Linked DNA regions of Anser cygnoides: region 1 is linked to region 2. Evidence: chromatin contacts called from public Hi-C data. All regions are on one chromosome and are shown on one strand. The core of a region is the stretch at or near the end of the contact, and the rest is flanking DNA. Distances in the headings are between cores, read along the strand shown.

Evidence for each region. Hi-C and Micro-C count contacts between places; a contact is called where the count stands out from the background.
Region 1: a Hi-C map of liver shows a contact between it and region 2, with 1.8 times the contacts expected there. The contact joins the promoter of ACSBG2 here to the promoter of OAZ1 in region 2. A contact is called at or near these places in 2 of 7 Hi-C or Micro-C datasets (both in liver).

The regions. Positions count from the first base shown.
Region 1 is chr27:5,953,219-5,958,091 of Taihu_goose_T2T_genome, forward strand. It overlaps ACSBG2 (acyl-CoA synthetase bubblegum family member 2), which reads right to left and starts at 3,466. Exons shown (of 15, transcript XM_048054086.2): 1 at 3,353-3,466. It overlaps LOC136787025 (a long non-coding RNA gene), which reads left to right. Exons shown (of 3, transcript XR_010826792.1): 3 at 4,407-4,873.
Region 2 is chr27:5,546,514-5,551,608 of Taihu_goose_T2T_genome, forward strand. It overlaps OAZ1 (ornithine decarboxylase antizyme 1), which reads left to right and starts at 1,328. Exons shown (of 6, transcript XM_048077751.2): 1 at 1,328-1,527; 2 at 3,778-3,835; 3 at 3,837-3,923; 4 at 4,053-4,225; 5 at 4,717-4,802; 6 at 4,920-5,095. The coding sequence starts at 1,412. The coding sequence ends at 5,050. LOC125184497 (a long non-coding RNA gene) reads right to left here and starts at 1,197. Exons shown (of 3, transcript XR_007168605.2): 1 at 927-1,197.

The DNA.
Region 1 (4,873 bases), core at 2,216-4,715, 410 kb after region 2:
AGGAAGCTCTGGCCCTGCGCCTGCCCGCCGCGCTCGGCTCTCGGGGTGCGGGAGCGTTGGGGTTCCTTTGGCTCCCCACAGCGCACCCAGGGCAGCTGCTGGGGTGTAGCCCCCGCTGCACGCCCGCTCCCTGGGGACCTAAAAAACCGTTCTGGTAAAAATCAGCACCCGGCAGCCGCTGCGCTCTCAGCGGCTCCTACGCTGCTTTCAGCGGGGGTTTCGTCACCCAAACGAAGCGTTTTCTAATCCTGAAAGCAACGTTGATTTTATGTAAGGTTTATATTCAACAGCCTTTGATGCTCGTCACTTGGCAGGCGGAGCTTTAATTGCTTCAATGAATTTCTAACTGATTGGAGATGAATCTTACTATCCTTCATCTTTTTAAAAAGAAGGTTTTAGCACAGTATTTCATACCGACATTAGACAGAGCAATTTAAAGCAGGCAATGTGAGGAGCACATTTGGCTGACTGATGACAGATATTAACAAAAGGAAAGAGCCCTTTATCTAATGAATCTGATATTAGCTAAGCTGGGGCTGCAGGAGGATGTGCCTGTGCAGCGTCCTGCCCCCAACAGCGGTGGGCGAAGGCACGGCCAGCCACAATTCCCAGCACACAAGCCTCCTTCTATCCCAAAAAAGCACATCCCCTCCTCCCGATTCCTCATCTACGCAAGGACGCGATGGTGCTCGATTTGTGCTCTGCTTGCTACAGGCTACGATTCAGAATGCAAAAATAGTTCAATTCACATGCAGCTGAGAGAGGCACATCTCCAAAACCCATCTCTAAAGCTCTGAGGTTCGTGGCAGACGTTGCCCAATGCCCCCATTCTAGACTACAGCACCGGAGCGGTTTATTTTGTTCTTTTGATAAGGCAGCTGCAAGAAAAGGTGCGTTATCTGCATTATCTGTACGGAGTAGCTTACTGCTAGCAGCAGTCACCCAGCCCGTGGAAGAGTGGGTTTCGTCCCCTCCCCAGCCTGGAGGAGCTCAAACCCACATCTAGAAGAGCATGTCAGTTTGCAGACGGCGTGGAGCCAGCCGGCGGCAGCACCACCACCCCTCCGTCTCTCGGGGAGTCCTGAGAGGAGAAAGAACTTACTGGAACCAGCAGCCACAGGGCCTGCCCCCGCTGCAGCACACATCCCGGGGGTGACCCCGAGGACAGGGTGTCCCTGCTGGATCCGCAAGCAGGCTGGATATGGCACGCAGAGCACAGACATGAGGCTGCACAGCCTGCAGGTCCTGGGAGATGCACCGCGGTTATCACTGCCTCCACCATGCCCAGCAGACTGGGTTTTTCAAGGAGAATCCACATGTCAGTGCCACGTGGCCCCCGACACCGAGAGAAGAGTTGCACCAGCACGCACAAGCAGTAGCGGAATTTTTGGACACTTGTCCCAAGGACACTTGTGCCATGAAACATAAGCACACAAGCAGAAAGCTGAAGTGCAACCTAGCTGTGCAAGTTCTCTTTGTGAACACAGGCCACAGGGATCCCACAACGGTAGTTCATTTTCTGTAACAAATTTCGGTTAGAAACAAACCAATTGCCACTACATATACTCTGATCAGCTCTGCTAAGCAATGTAGCAACAGCCCTTCCTCTCGCGATGCTTTGTCACCTCCCCAGCTGCGCTACACAAGCCGCTGGAAGACAGGGAAGACGCACAGGCGCTCACCAGAGCCTGACTCGACTCTCATGGTAGCTCGATGGGCGGGTGAGCAGGATCAGGAGCTATCCTCTCTTGCCACACGCTGTTTCTAAGGGAAGTAACACACTAACATGCCATAGTTGGTAGGAACATGAGGAACACACACCCAAACAAAAGCCTGGTGAAAGCAACCGCCCTTGTAATTACAGCTGTGTGAAAGCTTAAGCCATCTGACTGCAAACCACCTTCTGCTTGGAGGGCGAGCTGTTTCCTGCAAGGGCTGGAAGGATGTGAACTATCCACAGAAAGCGCTGCAGAGCTGGACTGCAGGCACACTTGTGACAGCCACAGCTACAGAGGTGAACATTTTGTTTATAACTGAGCCTGAACGTGCCTTCACTCAAAACACACACACAGCCTCAAAAACAGCAGTTCAAGTTACGCTTGCTGCGTGTGTTCATCAGTCATCCTAACATTTGCTAGCACAGGCCCCCTTTTCTCCCGGTTACTGTTTTATTTTCCTTGTGCTCATACGGGCAGCACCTCTGATCCTGTCCAGTTTTTGTTGCGCAAACCAGCTCGAGGAGACCGCCGCATTATCTCCCTCCCTCTCCAGTTTTCCACCCAAATTGAAACTTGACCTTTTTGTTTTCCCTGAAGATTTATTAAGTGAGGAAACAGCCGCCGAGCAACCCGCTTTTCCTCTCCTAGATAAACTTTGTTTTTAAAGAGGCAGCGTTATAAGCTTCTAAGCACCAGAAGTTTTCTCCGGGACAGCCCCGCTGACCACAGGCCAGCGTGGTGAAGTGCTGCAGGAAAAGCACGGGGGAAATAAACCCCAGCCCCCGCAGGGTGAGCACACGATGCAGACTCTCGACGACTCTGCTGCAGTGCTTTCAGAGAGCTGAATTTCAGGTTAATGAAGCCGCCCATGGCAAGACCTTCAGTAAATAGGTTTAGCTATGGAAAATCCTTCTGGCAGCCGGACCCACGGCTTTCCTGCCCCCAGAAGAGGGCCGGCATGTGCCAGCACCGCAGGGCCGGAGGGCTCAGCGCAGGGCAGAGCCCAGGGCATGCGGTCCCTCCGCCACGTCAGCCAGCACGTAACCGGCTGCTCCGAGTTTGACGCAGCTCGCTCCTCCAGAGCGCTGGGATATTTTCGGTGAATTCCCCACTGTGAGTCACCAGAGGGCCGCTTTCTGAGTTCCTCTTTTCCGAAACTGCTATTCGTTTTCCTGCGTGATCTGCACGCAGCGGGCTGTGAAGGGAAATTCCCTCACACGCGCACAAGCAGCACAGAAATGAGGCACAGAAACGCGTTTTGAGACGCGGCAGGTGCGCCCCTGCCAGCCCCCACCGCACCCAGGGCTTTATTTCACCGCTGTTCGGGGCCAGCCAGGCCCGGACCTGGCGGCACCGCTGCTACCGAGGCATCCCCGGGCATTTCGGGCACGGCACCAGGGCACGGCTGGGGCTGGAGGAACCTCCGGAGACCGAGTCAGCATCCCCCCGGCCAGCGGGGGCACCAAGGCGGGCTCTGGGCGTCTCCACAGCGCGGGCCCCCGGAGCCCCCCCCGGAGCCCCCCCAAGGGCCCGCTGCTGGCAGCCGCCCGCCCCTCCCCCAGCCCCCGCTCCCCTCACGCACGCCGCGCGCGCGCCTCCCCCCGGCCCGGCCCGCCCCGCGCACGCGCCGTTACCTCAGGAGCGGGAGCGCGCGCGCGCGAGACGCCCCCCACCGCGGCTGCCGCGCGCCGCCACGCGGGGCCCCTTAAGGGCGCGCGGGACTGGAAGGGGCGTGGCCCCGCCGCTCTTGGCCACGCCCCCTCCTTCCGGGGGGTCACCTGCGGTCATCGACCCCTCGGGGCTCAGAGCCGGGAACCGGGGGGCGGGAGGGGGGCAGGGGGGAACCGGGGAGGGGCTGAGGGAGGGGGGCAGGGGGAAAACGGGGAGGGGCTGAGGGCTCCGTGCCCCCCGGAGCTGGAAGAGGAGAGCGGGGCGAAGCGGGGGCTCCCTCCCGGGCCCAGCTTTGTTTCTTTCTTTTTTTTATTTTTTTTTGTTGCCACAAGAAGAGCGGCGGCCGGGTCGTTTGGCAGCTGCTGGCGCCCGGCTTTTCATTGTGGCGTTAGGCGGCCGGGCTGCACCCCCGCGTTAATCGCTGCTGCTGGCCTGCAGAGCCCCAAATTCCTCCAAACTGTGTTTCTTTTTCCTGCCTTTCCTACCCCGCAGGGCCATTATTCCCGCTGCTACAGGGTGGGGAGGATGCGGCTGGGCTCCTGCCAGCAGAGCGGGGCCGCAGCTGGGGCCGCAGCCGGTGCTGAGGGGAGCGGTGCTGGTGCTGCCAAGCCAGCCCTGGAGCCCCACATCGCAAGGCCCAGGGGCTGTTCCCCTCCCTGCCCCAGCAACCTCATCCGCTCCACGCGTGGCCTGGCCAAGCCCTCGCGTGGCCGTGTTTGGATCCACGCGGGGATTTACACTGCAGAGCGAGGACACGGACGGCATCCAGGGAGCTGGGCGGATCGGCGAGCTTAGAGGACTGCTAACCCTCCCGCCCCAGTCATGCCCCAGTCACTAGGTAGCACCTTCTGTGCCGACGCGGGGCAGATCGTTCTCAGAGACCCAAAAAAAGATTCAGTGGCACAGCCCAAAGGTTAACTGATGGGGCAGGAGCAGCCAGTTCTATTTTCGGTAATGCCCTGAGCCAACAAGCGACCTTAGGCAAGTTGCTTTTTTTTTTTTTTGCTTGTTTAACAGAGCAAGGTTGCAACACTACCGAGGTAGATGTCAGCGTGTCTGCACAACCCTTGTCAGTCCCGGAGCCAAAGGGGACCACGCTGCTGGCAAAGGACCAGAGGAGAGCAAAGCACATGATGCAGAAACACAGGTGGTGCTCACGCATCTGCCATGAGGAGGACAGCGGCCATTCTGGCTGCCTGCAGAGGATCAGCTCCTCCCTTGTCCCAAGAGCAAGCTCTTGTGTACACGAACTGTTAGTGCTGACTGCCCTAGCCTTTTCTAAATAAAGATGGAGTAGTTGAGCTTGAACTCCTGGGGCGGTGAACGCACCAGAGTGACTGTGCCCTTTATCAAGTATCACCTTTGCTGGCTCTATGTATACAATCCATTAACTCAAGCAAGTCCCAGGGTTCTCATTTCCCAGGCAACCAAAGCAAGTTGGCCCAAGGAACACTGGAAGGAAGCCCGAGCAGTGCAGAATCACT
Region 2 (5,095 bases), core at 78-2,577:
CACCTGTATTGTCCAGAAGAGATCTGGGCTGTCTGAAACACTCAGCCTTTCCTTCAGACCTTGCTCTCGCAGTGGGGTGCAAAGACGCAGCTGTGCCTCGAAGCCTCGGGTTCCCACAGCGCTTGCAGGAGATCAGAAGCGCCGTGCAAGTTATCAGGGGAGCTTTACGGTTCGTCACGGGGCTCGGGGAGCAGGTTAGCGTCTGCTATGTAAATAACCAGCCTTTATTTGCTTCCTCATTGAAGGTACAGCACGAGGCTTTTTTCTGTTCAGGTTACTAAGAGTCACTACCCAGACAACTTGAAAATTATACACCGCACAGTGGCCAGAATAAAACACAAACTGAAGGTAAACGCGACGTTGCGATTCTAGCATCAACCAAGGATGGGCGCACCAAAAAGAGGTCACACTCCCGGCCTATTCCTCCTGGGACTCCCCGCCCTGTACTTGGGTGACTGGTTAATTATTTTTTTTTGACGTTTCTCTCAGCATCCAGCCTATAGGACTACAGAGAATGGCCTCAAGTTGCACCAGGGGAGGTTGAGGTTGGAAATTAGGAGGCATTACTTCTCAGAAAGAGCAGTCAGGTGTTGGGACGGGTTGCCCAGGGAGGTGGTGGAGTCACCGTCCCTGGGGGTGTTTAAGGAGAAGTTGGATGTGGTGCTTGGGGACGCGGTTCAGTTGGCGATAGTGGTGGGAGGGGAATTTTCATCTTGGAGGTCTTTTCCAACCCTAATCATTCTATTAATTCTATGATGCCCATGCAGGGCAAGCCTGAAGCCGCAGGAGCCATCCCCTTGTAGGACCTATCGGGGCCCCAAGCCTACGGGCCGCTGAGGGCACCCTCAGGGACACCGCCTCTCCCCTCCCCCCCCGCCGCGCATGCGCCAGGCGCGGCCCGGCCCCTCCCTTTCCCCGCAGTTTACCTCAGCCAGGCGGAGGCGCCGGACGCGGGGCTCGAACCGGCGTCCCTGCGATCAGCGAGGGTTGCGACACCGTACCGAAGCCTCCCAGCCCAGCCCCGCCCCGCCCCGCCAGATCCCGCCCACCCGCGGAGGCGTAGCCAATCGGAGCTCTCCGTGACTCCCAGTCTCGTCGCCTTTCCAACCAGCGCCGAACTCCTCGCGCTGTCGGCCAATAGGGAAAGAGCTCGATGTTCCGCCCCCGCTCTCCCTTTAGCCAATGGGAAGCGAGGCTTTCTAAGTGACAGTTGGGCCGTTCCCGCACGGGAGCTCTTTCCTGTTCGGGGGCGTGGTCTGCTCCGGGGGGGCGGTACCACATGGGGGGGCGTGGCCGCACAGAGGGTATATAAGGACCCACTGCGGCCGGGGTGCCATTTTGTGTAGCAGCGCCTGGAGAGCGGCCGGCGGGAGGCAGCGGAGGGTTTCGGGGTTCGGACCAGAGCGGCCGGATGGTGAAATCCTCCCTGCAGCGGATACTCAACAGTCACTGCTTCGCTAGAGAGAAAGAGGGGAATAAAAGCACCATCATGCCCGCCGTGCTGAGCCTCAGTACCGGACAGAGCAGGTGAGGGGCTGGGGCCTCGCTCAGCCTTTGCACCGCAGGGCGTTCGCCGCTGCCTCCACTCCCCCCCCCCCTCCTCCCCCGCCGGCTCTGGTTTTCTTCCTCCTCCTCCTCCTCCTCCCCCCCGGACCGGGGGCAGGGCTGCTCCGTGGTGGGGGCGGGCCCTGCGGCCTGGCCTCCTCCCCCGTAAAAGAAGGGGGGGGGGGGGGGGAGGGGAAAAAATACAAAAAAAATTACTATTGTTTCTTAATTTTCAGACGTCTAAGGCAGCGCCGTAAGGTCGGTTACGCCCCTAGCCGTGCCAGGGGACACGTCCGAGCCCCCCCCTCACACACAGCCGGGCCCGGGCAGGCGCCCCCCGAGCCCCCTCGCGGTGCCACGTTAGCGGCAGGCCCCGGCCCCGCGCTGGGCTCAGCCGAGGGGGGAAGGCTGGGGCAGGGCACCCCCGGCCCCTCGGGGGGCTGATCCGCCGTACCCCCCCCTCCCCGGCGGGGTAACGGGGGGAAAAGGCTCCTGAAGACAAAAGGCACGGCCCCCAGGGGGAGAAAAGGCAGGATTAGGCAGAGAGGGGAAAGGGCTGGAAGCTGTTAGCCCCTTACGTAAGCGCAGATATTCTGGAGAAGTAATCGAGGTGCTGAGCCTAAAGCAGAACGTAAGGCTGTTACGGGAGCTCTCAATTTAAAAGCCAACGGAAGGATTAAACAATCCTAACAGATGCTGGGGAGAAGAGATCTGGATCGGGGTGACGGGGCTGCAGTGATGGAAGCTTAGGACGTGGGTCTGCCCTGAATAAAGAGAGTGAAGAACAGACCTGGTGTGTGCATTGTGAGACCAGCCCTAGAATGCTACAGAAAGCTGTTTTTATACTTAACTGCAGGTTAAAGAGAGGTGATTTTTTTTTCAAGAGGAGTAAGATTACCCAAACATCACGAAAATATATTCTCAGTTATAAACTGTAGACAGCCTTCATTATATAGTGCTTTTCATTGGGTGAAAGGTGAAATCATAAAGGATTACTACTGCACAGTTCTGAACAAGGTGTTCAAAGGCTTATTTGTAAGGCTAATTAGGAATACGTAGATCTGCAATCATTCTGAAATAAAATAAGTAATGCTAGTATTAAAATCATTTCAGAGAGTCTAAAATAATGGATTGAACACATTTAATTGAGATTGAGCACATTATAATTTTTAGTTTAATAGCTTCATAGCCGCTGTGCTTACTAATGCCTTCTGGCATTTAATATTTGACCTATATGGCTATTCATTGCCTTTCTAATACGGATTATTCATCACAGATTCCAAGCTCATTAAAAATTAAACTCGTATGAACTGTGCAAAATGGTGGATTATTTTGTACATGTTTATTCTGATTTGCAAATGGCTGCTGGCACTCACAGACAGGACGATTGTGAAAATTTCCCTAAGGGCCTCGATTGCTGCATCTGCTGAGATGACGCAACTCAAGAGTGAGCCTGCAGGGTGAAGGATGGTGCAGAGGGAGGGGCCAGGCGGCACAGCGATTGCTGTTCCTACAGTAGAAGGCTTATTCACAGCCAAGCAGGCTTAGAGATGGGATGAAACAGCACACACAGAAGAAATGTTTCATATCTGAAGATAACATTCTTCACCTTAAACACTGAATGTGGCTAAGCAAGGTATAATTGCTCCAAAAGTCAGTCAGTAGAAAGACTTGGAGATTTCCAAATCATCAGATGTGGTCTTTAAGTTGAAACTCGAGAGCTTGCTTCTGAGCTTTGCCTGATAACATTTGAGATAGTGTCCTCTGCGAGGCTATTTAATGTAATTTTCTGACCTCAAGCCAAAAGAGCTGATGCAAAGATCTAATGTAATTAAGGCTGTATATCACAGGGAAAAACGATTTCCAGGGTGGGGAAGAAAATGGGATTTTGCATACGTGGTAGTGAAATGGTTCCTTTCTTGAGATCAGGTCAAACATACAGCTGCCATGATACAGAAGTGTACTTCATACCAAGTTGAGAGTATTTTCATCTCCAAGCTAGTATTTCATTCAGTATAGTACAGTAGTAGCTTTCTGATGCCTGCAGATCTGGGCTTTAGGTGATGTTCTCGTGCTTGGCCTGTATGTTCTTTTGTCTTGCTACTTGACTAGGTTGCAGTGGGAGGAGTTCCCTCAGTCTACAAAACTGTGCCCTCTAATCCCTGTAAAACCTAGAATTCCCAGGGCTCTAACACTGCTGCTTGTTTACCTTTAACTGTGATTCTTTTCTAGTTCCAGGGTTCCCTTCAATTGCTGTAGTAACCTGGGTCCGGGGCCTCGGTGGTGCTCCTGATGTCCCTCACCCACCCCTGAAGATCCCAGGTGGGCGAGGGAATAGTCAGAGGGATCACAATCTTTCAGCTAATTTATTTTACTCGGTGAGTATGAGTAATGTTAAGCAACTTGCTCTGGTAGGTGGGAAACTTTTCTTGTCCCAGCCCTTTTAATGGGAGTTAAATCTTCTCCAAAATGAACTGGAAGTAATGTTGCACGTATTACTGCTACAGGATAATCGGCTGAATGTAACAGAAGAACTAACATCTAATAACAGGACAAGAATTCTGAATGTCCAGTCAAGGCTTACAGATGCCAAACACATTAGTTGGAGAGCAGTGCTGAACAACAACAACCTCTATATAGAAATTCCCAGTGGTGCTCTGCCTGAAGGGAGCAAGGACAGGTGGGTAGAATAAAATGCAACTTGAGTTTGATTTGTCTTGAAGATCTAGCATTGTACTGTTGATGTTCTCTTCAGTCTGCTCATGGTGCTTGATGCTCTCTTGTAAGAGACTACAACTAAGTGATCCTGATCTGAGAGCTTCATCTGCTTGTTCTGTCAGGCAAAATCAAGGGCAAAGATCTGATTTCAAATCGCATTCGTGGTAGTGGTGGTTGCTTTTATCCACTGAAAATACCATTCTGGTTCTGAGTCCGTCACTGCAGTTCTCCCTTTAGCTGCAACAAAAAAAAACATTTTTTTGTGTAATTAAGATTTAAATTTGTGTCTCAAGTTATAGCTATGGCTTGGGGATTTCTCGTTGGTGTGGGTCTCCAACCCATGCCTGCTACTTGTGCTTGTAATGTGTGCAGGTGGGTTCGTGGGGCCTTGCTACCCACCCCTGAAGGAAGCGCTTGCTCATGTGCATTGAATGCCTTGCATTTGTTTCGTAGTTTTGCAGTTCTTCTGGAGTTTGCTGAAGAACAGCTTCGAGTTGATCATGTGTTCATTTGTTTCCACAAGAACAGAGATGATAGAGGTAGGTGTTAGCACTGTCACTAAAGATGTTAATGCAATATTTGAAGTTGGTTTTGGTGGAAACTTTTAACTGTTATTTGATACCAAGAGAATGAAATGTTTTCTTTTTTTTTTCTAGCTGCATTGCTCCGTACTTTCAGCTTTTTGGGCTTTGAGATTGTGAGACCAGGGCATCCCCTTGTCCCCAAGAGACCAGATGCTTGCTTCATGGCCTACACGTTTGAGAGAGAGACATCAGAAGAAGAATAGATTGCAATGTTTGCCTTTTAGAGCTTTCTTGTTGTCTATAAAGAT